Regions from separate parts of the Sus scrofa genome. Here regions 1 and 2 are each linked to region 3. The links are chromatin contacts, called in public Hi-C maps. All regions are on one chromosome and are shown on one strand. The core of a region is the stretch at or near the end of the contact, and the rest is flanking DNA. Distances in the headings are between cores, read along the strand shown. Region 1 overlaps TCF4 (transcription factor 4). Region 2 overlaps TCF4 (transcription factor 4). Region 3 overlaps TCF4 (transcription factor 4).

Region 1 (4,191 bases), core at 1,249-3,748, 73 kb after region 3:
CCTTGACTACTTCCCCCCAAAATGGGGAAAATATGCATACCTCCCAAGGATATTGAGATAAATTACCAAAAGATATATAATGTGCTTTGCATAGCCTTGATGCATTGCAGATATCTAGAAATTATAACAGCTAATGAAAACAGTAATAAGCACTGGGCAATGTTAACATTAGCAACGAAATAACCACCTTTCTCTAGCACTAGAGGAACATTGAACATGCAGCTTGCTGTAATAGTTCATAGCAGAGCAGAAACTCAGACCAGCATCTCAAGGGCATTCAGAAAAATTCTACTCAATGGAGACCACTTGCTTTTTCCCAACTTAGGAAACACTGCAAGCATTTTCTGTGTCTCTTTGTCCTTACAATGGGGTTTCCATCAGTCCAGCACACCTAGTCAGCCTCTTTTATCATTCGACCTAATCGCTCTGCAAAGTTTGTGTTGGAAGTACACACTCCATCTTTTTTTTTCCCCCCTTTGAAACAGGACATCAGGCCAAGATGTCGGAGTCCTCCTAATACAATTCTCTCTGCAAATAATTTGTTTATGGCTAAATCAGCCCTGCTTCTAAGTGATAAGGAGATACATGCTTCTTATTTCATATTCTATCAGTGTCACTCTGTAATTGGTCAGAAGCGGGACTCCCGAGTGATGCAGTGGTCTACCTCTGTAGGGCTGGCTCTGGTACTCATAAAAAGAGATGGCAAGGCCTGAGGTTTGGGCTTCATCTGACAAGACGAAGATGCCTTGACTAGGTGGGTGTGTGTGGCAGTTTATTTCCCTTCTGAAAGTAAAACAGAGTTCGATTTGTTTAGGAATGTTTAGATCCATTTCTAACATTGAACAGGACTATTTATACAGATGTTTTCAGGGAAAGTCAAAGAATCGGGGGATGCTGGCCTTTGCTGCCTTGTACTGTGTTTCTTTCAAAAAAAAAAGTATTCTTGCTGGTCAGCTATGGGAAACCTAAACCAATTTTTTTTTTTTTTTTTAAAGAAGGGCTGATTTGTGAACTCGTGCATTTAAAGGAAAAAGAAAAATCTGCCAAAGTGGGAGGAGGAGAGAGAGAGAGAGCATGACCAATACATTTCACAACAGATATCTCTTCCCAGACAGTTTTAAGGCACCGCAAACCCAGGCCCTGCTCCACGGTAAATTCCTCTCGAAAGGTCCCTTTTGGCTGGACTTCTTCCTGGTGTCCCCAGGCAGACACACATGCTTTCCCAGGGACAGACCCTTCTCTGGGAAGTGGGAGAGAAGAGACCCCTCAGAGCTACCCGATATTTGTAGTCATTGCCACCTTGTGGATTACAAAGGACATTGGTTTGCATCAAACTTCCATTTCAGTTTGGCTTTTTATGGCAAGTGCTCTTTGGCAGTGGATTGCTGAGTTCCTCACCAAAAGGATCCTGGTTTGTTCAGCAACACCTCACTTCTCTCCTCACAGTTCATTTATGATTCTGATGAGAGTGTTTTTTCAGGAAACACACATTTCACTTTTTGACCTAGGAGCATCTGTTAGAATTTTTTTTTTTAATACTACTTTGGCATTCTGAAAGTGTTAATGTCTCTCCTATCTGTTTAATGCTATTTAGGGATATTTATGATCACCTCTTGGTTACTCAGGGTAAAGTGTGTCGCAATTTTTTTTAAACAGACAGGAAAGCATTCACATGAGGAAACAGATTGCTTTAAACATGTGCTTCCTGTGACAGTAAAAAGAACAAATTAGATTTAACACTGTGTAATGAATGCATGAATGTGTATATTTAAGCTTTTCAAAGCTTTATGTTCAGTTCTGGTCACAAGTAAAATTGAGTCACCTGTAAAAATTAAAGATGCCTCGGTTATTCTCAGATTCCTGAAATGTCTGGGAATTGAGCTTCTCACCTGAGGCTGCCTCACTGGAATCATGAAGAGTAGGCTCTGTTAATGCTGGAGAGGAGAACGTTACTGGCACATTCAGGGGTTAAAGCAGGTTAGAGTCAGATTCTGTGCCTTTAGCGAAGAAAGCAGATTTGTTGGATGTCGTGGGGTGGGGGTGGGGGGAGCAGCAAGGCAGCATTTTCTTGCTGTCTTCCTCCCTCTCTGAGAATCAGTGAAAATAACCTATTCTTCTGCACTCCAAATTGTCCTCTTAGATGAAAGAAAAAAGAAGAGAATCTGAGGTTGACTTCATAGCATCTACTAAGATTTAATTACATAAGAAAAGGAGTCCTTTTCTTATGTAATTCACTTTGGGCTCCTGTAGGCTGCCTGGCAGGGAGTGAATAGAATATAGGTTCATATTTCCAGTTAGACACAAGGATTGAATTGGAGGGCATGAATCCTCTCCCCCAGAAGAGGCTCTCCTTGCCATTTCTGGCTGAGCCCCGTGGATGGTGCGTTTCCTTCCCCTGTGCTTTTCAAAGCTGAGGATTTGTGGCAGTCTCGCCACCTCTCTGGCCAAGGAAGGCCAGGACAGAGTCCCTCGGGGGAGGGCACAGAGTTCAGGGACATCTGACACTCTTGTGTCGCATACTGAGGTACTAATATCAAAACAGACTGCTTGTCCCCGCACGGTAGGGCAGTGCTTTTTTTGGCTGCCGTGGTCGAAACGAAATGGGCAAGCTGTAGCCCGCTTGGCATCAGAAGGGGCTAAGGGAAGCTGGGAGATCAGAGTCAGACTGTGAATAAAAGTAACAGCCAATGGTTAACTTCCTTTTTGTGTGTCACTTGGCAGCGATGAGACTGATGGCGAGTTTTTTTTTTTTTTTTTTAAACGTGGGTGAGAGTTCAGTGCCCTAGGAAGAGCCGTAGATGCTGTCATTGTGCTTCCTTATACAGTTGACTTGCGTTGATTTCTTGAGGCCACTACAGCTGTTCCTAGTGCCAGCTCCGGGAGCTGTATACATGGCCCGTCGGACTTCGGCTGAAAAAGGTAATCAGATGAGAGGTGATCCACACAGAATCTCGCTGCTGATTACTAGGAAGTCACCAGGAAATCAGATTCTCGCAGAAGGCAGTGGTGCCAAAGGATCAGATAGGCACTTGAATGGATGTTCCCTTGTATGCAGACATCCAAAAATCTTTTAAAATTGTACAACTCCACACCCCTCATCTCCCATCAAAGATTCAGATCAGTTTTGGATTATCTGGAAAATGCAGTGCTAACAGAGCTGGGTTGAAGTCAGATGAAATTAACTGCTGCTTTTTGGGAGAGGTTGTGGTTCTTGGGCTAGTCGCATTGTTATTTTTTATTTTTTTATTTTTTTGAAGGGTTCATTGGAAGGGAGTTGGGGAGAATTTCTAACCTCCCTCAAGATTTTCCTCCCATTTCTCTGTTTGCAGAGAGCTAGCTGTTCCCCAAAGGCGAAAAGAGCGAGTTGCCATCTTGAGCAGGGAATTGTGTATTTAGTGTGCACCAAATGGTCTCAAAGTTAGCCTGAAATTTTCAATATATCTAGTTGCTTTCATATCCTATTTATCCCCCCTAACCATTTGTACAAGATATCAGTAGGATGACCAACTTCTGACAACCCTAAAAGCAGGGAAGGAAGCTTAGAAATAGAATACCATTTGTCTGGTAATTAGAGTGTATCTCTTAAGAGTTCGAGAGAATTCTGATTAACCTTTCTGTTCCCACATTCTCACATAAAATTAGCACACCTTTTAAATTATTATCTAGTATTTAAACACACATTTTTGAGCCTTCTTCATGCAACAGGTTCTGGAGACACTAAAAGTGTGTTATAGGTTTCTAAAAAACTTCATTTTTCTTACATTTTAAATGTTCTGTTTGTGCAAAATTTCGAGAATCACCATAAGGGCTTCTTTGCATTTTTAATTTAGTAACTAACATATGAATAAATTTGCATATTAATTAGTTGCAGATTAAATCATGCATACATAATTGCCTCCTTACTGTGTTTAATGTTTGTCAAAATCTCCAGCCTGGTTTGATGGATGTCGTATGAAAGATTACAATTTGATGTACCCTTGGAAGTATTTACACCAATAATGCAAGATTCTTAATAGCAGAATTCTCTAGTTATATACAGTTACTAATAAACATGTAAGATAGGTACATGTCCCTTTGACTAAAATTTTTTTCTTTGCACCAAATCATTTACTATTCATAATCATTAATGCATCTCCTAATTATACAGCATATGTCTGTTAACCCTTTCACTGCTGGTCTTCAAGTGGTAGT
Region 2 (4,231 bases), core at 301-2,800, 89 kb before region 3:
CATGATATGGGGTTACGGTGGAATCAAAACCAGCGGGATGAAAGCCCCAAAGCTTCCTGCTTCCAGCTGTTTTCCTCAGCGAAGATTTTTTTTTTTTTCTCCCAAAGATGATGCTTCCTTTCAAGGGGTTTTTAATCTGCAAACTGTTTCCTCAGTTTATTTCACTACAGTAAAATGTGTTCCCTTTAGGTCATATCTGTCTCTTTTAAAACCCAACCTGTCCTTTTCAGCAGTGTTAGTTGCTACTCAAAAGAACAAATGTGATTTATAAAGTCCCTTTAATGAGGCACGAAGACCAATAAACCTTTGCCACTGGAGTTTCATCTTTGGGATTACTTTACTTTGATTTATGAAAAATTTTAGATGCTAAAAAGCCATGGAGAACACTATTAATTTGACCATTTAATATTTGTAAACAAAGCAGTTCAGGGTAAAATACATTGTCATAGCCTTAAGGTTTATTGTGTAGGGTTTTGTTTTTTTTTTTAATTCTTCCAAATGCAGTGTAATGATATATAATTTGTTTAATGTAAATGCTTAAAATTAAGGCGCTGGAAACTGCATAAATGCTAAATGAATATTAAGATTGGTTTGATTCATTAAGAAATAATGGGAATAAAAATATGACTCACTTTTTTTTCACTGATGGTTTTTACTTCTCGATTGACGTTTCTGAATTTACATTTGTAAATTCTGCTTCCTTTGGGGATACATGAAATGTAAAAATGAATTCTCTTAATCACTCATTAAATATAATTCAAAAAATATTAACTAGACCTTCTACCCATTTCCTGGATCATCCAGGCTTCTAGCTTAACAATAATAATCATTATACACTAACTTATACTTGTTTAACTGAGCTGCTCTTAAAAATATACTACTGTGGGTCAGAAGTTCCCCATTTCTCTATCTTTGGTCTTTTCCCAAATATTTATATGTACCTCCTAAAAGTGGGGAACTTACCAGCAAGAGGCTTCACATTGCTGGCCTGTTATTTGAGCTAATTCTTTGTGATATAATGAAGCCAGTGGCATATGGGAGATAACCACCTCATTTCATTTTCTCTTTAATGCTAACTCTAACATATGCTTTTGAATTGAAGTGGGGTCCCAAATGCCAATATATGTTAAGAGAATTAAACACTAAAAAAAAGATCCCCCTTCTTTACTCCCCTTGCCCGCTCCTTTGAGGGTGAGTGGCTGATAGGGCTTAAAATCATGAGCATGCCTATTTTATCTGTACTGTTTAATAGAGAGCTATGAAAAAATGGCAATTAACATATTCAGACAGAAAATCATCCTGGCTGAATGACTCATTAAATAGTCGTATAAACAGGATGTGCTGAAATGAACTGGTACAAAATTTAGTTTCATTGGTCTTTTTGCTCATTATCAGCACTTTAAGAAGCAGACTTGTGGGTGCTTGGAGGACACTTAAATTTCTTTTCTCTTTATTTTTTTCTTAAATACTTCTCCCCTCCTCCACCCTTTACCCCCTGCCATTCCCAGTTCCCTGGCAGGCAAGCACTTTTACCCGTCTAAACATGAAGCGTTATGTTGGAAACCAACCAAATCAGGGCTAAGAACTTTTAAGGTCTGTCCAGGCCAGTGGTTCTCAACTCCTATGACAATCCAGATGTACTCGAAGGTTTTTTTGGGTTTGTTTGTTTGTTTGTTTGCTTGTTTTTTAATGCACAGATATTTTGAAACCTCTTTTCTTGGGACCCTGATTCCAGAGGTTGGGAGTAGGACTTGGGACTCTGTATTTTAATAAAAGGTCCCAATGGGATTCAGAGAGAGCCAGCCAATCCTGAGGACCATTCACTGATTTGTGTCCCCTCGGAGTATAACTCCTGCATATCTGATCAGTGGTCATTAGGCCTCCCTGTCAGTGGTTTGCAGTCCTGGCTGTACATTGCAGTTACCTGGGGACCTGGGAAAATGCTGATGCTTTAAAACCTCCCCAGGTGATTCTAATGTAGAGTCAAGTTGAAGTTCTGTCCTACATAAGCAGAAGGAGTTAGATTTAGCTGAAAAAGCCCTTTCTGTTTTTTTTTTTTTTTTTTCTTTACAAGTTGCTTTACCCTGTGCTAAAACTACTCTCCCTGTATCCCCACCCCAGCCATACACACGCAGCTTAAACCTTTGGTCTCTACTAAGGCTTTTATTATTTATTTATTTATTTAAATGTGGGCATGGCTGTATTCATAGTTTTTGTTTGTTTGGGGTTTTTTGGTGCTATGCCCAAAGGTTTCTTGGGTTCTTTGTTGCTGCGCCGAAGTTCCCGGGCCAGGGATTAAACCCGCACCATAGCAGTGACCTTAGCCACAGCAGTGACAAGATCCTTAACCCACTGAGCCACCAGGGAACTCCTGTCATTTATTGGTACCCCATTCTCAGGTGAGAATGTAATGTTCTACTTTCACATTGTGGCAGATTCCTATTCTTCCTACACACCTGCGATATGCAGATGTGTTGGTGTAACATGAGCACCCTACCAAGGCGAAGGAAGAGGAAGAAGAGCAGGGTAGGAGTTTAGCAAAGGAACAAATATCCATCTACTGAGTCTCTGTATGCTCCAAGAAAAGTTCTGAATAAACAGATTTCTCTTTTAGCAGGTTGTGACATTAAGTTGGAGCCTTTCGTTACATTGATTAATACCAGTATGTTTTGGACCTGTTCCGTGAAAGTCTCAGATCCAGCCCATAATTGAAGATGAAGAAAAAAAGCTTTCCCCATTTCAAGGAAAGGGGGAAGAATAATCTTGCAAACTGGTACATGAGAACCGTTCTCCCCAGCTGTCCAGAGGTATTTAAGTCTTGGCTGACTTTAAAACAGGTCTTTACAAATGAAAGGTGAACCAGTCGTGGCTTCGTTTTGCCCACCACTGGGGAGACACTCATCATCTGTAGGAAGATGTTCTCCTCCTTCCTACATGGAACCTTCCACATGTTAAATCTTTACCCTTGACGTTACTAAGGAAAAATACCCTTTAAATGCCAGTCAGGTGCTAAGTTGGTGACAGAAGTGAAAATAGATTGAGCCCCCAAGGTCTTGGGTGCCAGGAATCTCCTGTAGGAGAAGAGAAGAAAAGCCGTATCCACTCCCCTTCACTGCTGGGGTGGGGGGTGGGCACCAGAGGGAGATTAAGCAACTCTTCTTGATTTTTACATCTTGTGGCAGAGTCCTGTGGCAGAGCCCAGACTCCTGATTGCTGCTCTAGCACTTTTAAGTACATACAAGGATTTTGGAGGACACAGAAGTCCAAAGAAGTTTCCTTAGAGACTTTGACTATTATATTGGCATGAGTTAGGGCTCTGGCACCAGGCAGCAGGAGCCCTGGACTCCAGTGTACGGGACATGGTCATGCTTTATAGTTTGTGTAGAAGTGGAAGACTCACTGTCAAGGTCATGCTAGGGGAGGGTCAACCCTTATGAGACTGTGGGCATCTCCTTAAATAATGCTCTGAGGAGCTTCCCTTGCCTCACCCCATTCTGCAGCCTTGGCAGGGAGCAGCCGAGGTCAAGAGAACCACTGGTAATTTACGTTTTTCCATTTTTTGCTTTATTTACTATGATTGATAAAGAGCTTCCTTGCAAAACTATCTTGGTAGACTCCCAGAGACGGAAACACTTGTGTGTGACTGACAGTGCTGGCAGTGCCCGTGGCCACGTGTGTCACCCTGGTGGAGGATAATCGTCCTATTATTTTTTGTCAGTAGGTATAACAAGTGGGTAGTGCTTTGTGTATTCCACTGTGATGAATTAATTTTGTGTTCATTGTAGTAGCACTGATCATAATGAATTAATTTGGTATTCATGTGGATGTCAGAGTTTTTTTTTTTCTCTTTCAGTTTCCTGTAGCTTTAGTTCATGGCTACATTAGAGGTATTAACACATCTGATCCTATAGTCACATTAATTTCTCAGGATCCATCCTTCTGCCCCATATTGTGTGGTATTCTTTCTTAAAAAATTTAATGTTAAAATAATTAATATTTTAATAGCATTATAATTAGCTTTAACATTTTCTCTCCTTCTACAAATTATGGTCATGAGGTAAATAGTCGACAGGTATAATTGCCAGCTTGAAGGATATAGTTAGTATCTTGCATAGTTTGGTTTTTAAAAAACTCTAAGGCAAATGTTTGTAATTTGTACCTTTATTGAAAACAAATAGCTCATCCCCTTATGCAAATATGAAGTAATGAAAACTGCATGCCATATATAATA
Region 3 (4,487 bases), core at 1,062-3,561:
ATTAAGCTCTCCTCCCTGAGAATCAGAGTTGGAGGGGAACCTTTTGTGTTTCATTTTGCTTCTTTAGGTTGTTGTTTCTAGAGTGTCAGATGTTAAAGAAGCAAATCATTGATGGTCTCTTTCTTCCTAGGTTGTAGGATGAAATTATAGAAAGGCAGTTACAGAGGGAACATCTTGCCTGCTCACCATTGCTCAGATGGAGGGTATCCTTGGGTCTTAGTACTGAAGACCAGGGCACTGTGTAATGAATATGTGTTTAACATAGCAATTTTTGTTGACAAGTTTCCATCAAGTTCTTTATAAAAATTAATTATGTATAAGAGAGTTCTACATATCTCTGAAATGATTGAATCAGTTCACTGAGTGCTCTGTGGTGATCCTTATAGTTCTCTTATCTTTGCAAATTTCTCTAAGTTGTAAACAGATTCCATCAAAACACCCAAATCAGCTTCCCGATGTATGAAATGATCAAAGACCTTAGAGCTAGAGAAGCAGGGAAATGTCATCTAAGTTTTTCAATACCAGTTACCTTCAGATGTTTTGGATAAATCATCTGAACTTTTATTTACTTTGATTTATTTAACATTGTCAAATAGTCATGAACTACATTCTAGTGGCTATCCAGTTCCTACTAAATCTGTTATAATGGCATCTTGTGTAGAATCTCAAATGTACATCTTTCCTGTGGTCGCCTGTTGCCATGCGGGAGTTGTTTTAGGTGTTCTCTGTGCTTCTCATTATTCTCATGATTCCTCTTACAGTGTACATTATTGGGTTTGCTCCCCAGCAATTCACCCATCTAAACTCCTAATTTCTAAGAGTAATGTCCCTTATTGAAGTATAGTTAGCCAATGGTAGGTACACATAGGCACCCAACAACTATTTCCTTATCTCATGTTGTTTGGACATCTTTCACAACTCTTCAGAGGATCATTTTTGCAAGCTTCAGGACTGAAAATTGCTGTCTGTAAGCATCTGCTCCACGTGATGTATTTTATTTTCTTGCATATTTTTGATAGGATGCGGTCACTGTTGTGACTACGCCCCTTCTCTCTCCTTCCTCCATTCTTCCTCCTCCCTCATCATCATTTCCTCTGCCTCTCCCCTTCCTTCCTGTGTCCCCCTCCTTCCTCTCTTGATTTAGTCATGATCATACATTCAGCAATCCGGAGGTTTTTCTCAAACATCCTAGTGTGGGACTCAGTGGTTTGTGTAATTTTATCCGTGAACCATCACCTTCCTTGAAGAGCAGGTTCAATGGTTAGCAGTCCTCCTACTCTGCTCTCTGAATGCCCTGAATTGTATTTTGAATTATGGGCTCTTCCACCCGAACTTCTCAGTAGTGTATGTTTAGTAATATAGACCCTATATAATCTAAGACTATAGAAATGGTCATCGAATATATTACAAATGATAATATATGTTTCCCTAAGTTGTAAACACATTTCATCAAAACCCCAAACCAATCTCCCAATATATGAAATGATCAAAGACCTTAGAGCTAGAGAAGCAGGGAAATGTCATCTAAGTTTTTTGATAGCAGTTACCTTCAGATGTTTTGGATAAATCATCTGAATTTTTATTTACTTTGATTTATTTAATATTGTCCAATAATCATGAACTGCATTCTAGTGGCTATCCAGTATATATACTTAGATTATCTTCTGCCTGTGGCTTAAAATGTTACTTATATACATTTGTGTATATGTGTAAGTATAGTACATTTGTATAAGCTGCATTAAAAATTTTTTTGAAACCCCCACCTCCCTTATTTTTGTGCATTCTTGATTATCATATCAGTGCTTGTGGTTCCTTCAAGAGATGATAATGGTTATATTCTAATTGTTAGTTGTGAGCTCAGCTTGGAAACTGAGGCCATCCCCTCAATGTCATGGCTCTAAAATATGTAATTTTCTCATATAGACTCTTTGTAACAAACGTAATATTCAGCCTTTGCCTCTGTGTTCTGTTCTGCTGTACCTAATCTGGAATTTGGTCATTATTATTTTTTACAACTAATGTTAGTAAGGCTCAGAACATCAGTTTAATGGGCAGCACATAATTTATTGCTAAAGGCGATTTGCGTGGTGAGACTTAGCTGCTTATTTTCTTAAAATTTGCTGATAAATTCTAAAGAGTTGAGCAAGCAAGTCTTCCTCCTATGATACTGTCTCTGCTGCATCTGGCTGGGAATGTCATAGAGCTCTTCCAGAGGAATCAAAGAACCAGACTTCTTCCGCTTACATGGAGTTTAATGTCCTTAGTAGAGCATGGGCATGGGGAATAGACAGGGAAAGAGCCCTTTTAGGTTAGCAAACCAAGGCAGGTTCGCTGGAAGTTAAGCCTAGAGTCTAAAGGTGACTCTGTCTTGGGGAAGGAAGCAGGAGGGGACCAGTGGATCTGATAGAAGAGGGTTTTCCTCTCACATCCAGGACACTTATGTCTTGGAATTCTGTTGTTTGTTAGGGCCCTCTACTTGGTAATGTGAGATGAATTTCTTTAAAACCATCAGTCTTCATGAGTGGAGATGAACACATGTAAAGAGTTAGTGCACTTCCAGAAAAAGGCTTCTCTAACCCATGGAAAGGACCTGTCTGAAAGGATCTTGGAGATCAACACATGTTTGCTTTTGAAAAATCCAGCTAAATAGGTTGGATTGAGTAGTCATGGATTTTTTTTGCTGTTGTTTTTGTTGTTGTTATCTACCAGGTTACCAAGTGTATTGGAATTTCCTCTGATGTAACCTGAAAGACTAAATCAGTCCACATAAATCGATTGTTCTTATCCCTGACTTGGTAGACAAATCAGTGGACTTTTATTTAAAAAATAGAGATTCCTAGTCACTTACGATGGAGCATGATAATGTGAGAAAAAAGAATGTATACATGTATGTGTAACTGGGTCACCTTTCTATACAGTAGAAAATTGACAGAACACTGTAAACCAGCTATAATGGAAAAAATAAAAATCATTATAAATGAAAAAAAGGAAAACAAACAAAAATAAAAATATAATATAGAGATTCCAAACCCCATTCCACTGAATGTAAGTACCCCGAGGTACAAAACCCAGGTATCTATTTTCAGAAAAGTTTTACTAATGATTCTCATGATCAGCAGGGGTTCTGAGCCATAGAATTGCATTGCAGGGGCTAGGGGGTATGCTTTTCTGTACACCCATCCTATGTCTTCCTTTCCTCCTAAGACTATAGCAAAAATCTTTAATTTCTACTTGCGTTTGATACCTTTGGTGTGGATGCAAGATTGACCATTTTTCATTTTTATTTGAAAAAGTATTCCATTTCTTCAAATTAAAAAAAAAAATAAGATTTCAAGTACATATGTTGTTTCTTCAGAGGCTCCCCACAGTCCTTCATTGCCTTGGTTCTACCCAACCACCATAGACACAAACCACAATAAAAATAGACAGCAAGGCAGGCAGAACTGTTAAGACCTTATTCACATAAAGCCGGTAGTAAGTTACTCATTAGAAGTAAGTTGAGTGATTTCAGGGTTAGGCTTAGTCCTTCAGGTCTCTAGGGAACCCTTGTACAAATTGCTGATTCAGAAAATCATTACTCCGGTGGCTCAAGTGGCACTTTAGTGGCCTTAAAGAGTTATTTGACACACCTCCCCAAACAACTAAGTTATCCCCATGATTATGTTGATTAATTGCACACTCTGTGGAATTAGTGTTATTTTCAATGAAAGATTTTCCTGCATTGGGAAAAGAAAGCATAAACCTCACATGCTTTAATTTGATAATGTGTGTGCTTTTCCGCTTCTCCTAGGCATGACACCGAGCGAGGGGATGGTTTGGCTGTTGTGTCTAGGGTGGGATAAGTAATCCAAGGCAAAACTTTAGTGTTGCATCAGGATGGTGACTTTTGGTGTACCAGAGGAATGGTTGCTCAAAATGTTGACCAGTTCTAACATTTTCATCCATCAAAGGACTGGATGGATGAAAGGACTGACTTCGAATTGAGTTGATATTATTTGAGGAGAGAGCTGTGTTCCACAGGGAGAAAAAGATGAGTGGAATAATCTTTGTTACCATGATAGATACTGGTCAGACATCTGGAATACTCCAAGAAGAGGTGGCATAATGTGAAATGGGTTTTGGTACAGAAATTGGTAGTTTACGTTCTAGTTTCAACTCTTAATATCTGTATACCTTCTTTTATTGCTACAAACAGGTTACCCTTTCTTAATTTTAGTGACCTCATCTGTCAAATAGGGGTTAAAATGCCCATCTAAGGAATTCTTAGGGTGTTGTCTTAAAAAATGTAAGCTAAATTGCTTTGTATGCTATATAGGGCTTTACAAACATGAGGGCTTTAAGGAGAATTGAATATAGATTCTAAACCATGTTCAGAATCCCCCCAAATGAAGAGTTTTGATGAAGTCTCAAGATACTCTTAAGTGTATCTGGAATTTTGGTACACCCACTGTTTTGAAGGCTGTGCAGTGTCTAGACGGGATGAGGTG

The links. A called contact is a pair of places that touch in the nucleus more often than the background predicts.
Region 1: a contact with region 3 is called in a Hi-C map of retroperitoneal adipose tissue, with 1.8 times the contacts expected there. The contact joins two enhancer-like sites. A contact is called at or near these places in 10 of 47 Hi-C or Micro-C datasets (alveolar macrophages, brain, embryonic fibroblasts and 4 more) and 1 of 2 datasets of contacts at active chromatin or transcription factors (skeletal muscle).
Region 2: a Hi-C map of retroperitoneal adipose tissue shows a contact between it and region 3, with 2.3 times the contacts expected there. The contact joins two enhancer-like sites. A contact is called at or near these places in 13 of 47 Hi-C or Micro-C datasets (embryonic fibroblasts, fetal heart ventricle, heart right ventricle and 7 more) and 2 of 2 datasets of contacts at active chromatin or transcription factors (alveolar macrophages and skeletal muscle).

Annotation. Positions count from the first base shown.
Region 1 is chr1:104,831,373-104,835,563 of Sscrofa11.1, reverse strand. The region is part of intron 8 of TCF4 (transcription factor 4); the gene reads left to right. Among named protein-coding and RNA genes, the nearest start is that of TCF4, 250 kb to the left of the region's middle. Within about 2 kb of position 2,498, at least 21 of the 83 cell types and tissues checked have an H3K27ac peak or open chromatin away from gene starts, as enhancers often do. A contact at or near this core is called in retroperitoneal adipose tissue, where this site is marked.
Region 2 is chr1:104,991,965-104,996,195 of Sscrofa11.1, reverse strand. The region is part of intron 3 of TCF4 (transcription factor 4); the gene reads left to right. Among named protein-coding and RNA genes, the nearest start is that of TCF4, 86 kb to the left of the region's middle. Within about 2 kb of position 1,550, at least 8 of the 83 cell types and tissues checked have an H3K27ac peak or open chromatin away from gene starts, as enhancers often do. A contact at or near this core is called in retroperitoneal adipose tissue, where this site is marked.
Region 3 is chr1:104,903,480-104,907,966 of Sscrofa11.1, reverse strand. All of the region lies in intron 5 of TCF4 (transcription factor 4), which reads left to right. Among named protein-coding and RNA genes, the nearest start is that of TCF4, 170 kb to the left of the region's middle. Within about 2 kb of position 2,311, at least 3 of the 83 cell types and tissues checked have an H3K27ac peak or open chromatin away from gene starts, as enhancers often do. A contact at or near this core is called in retroperitoneal adipose tissue, where this site is marked.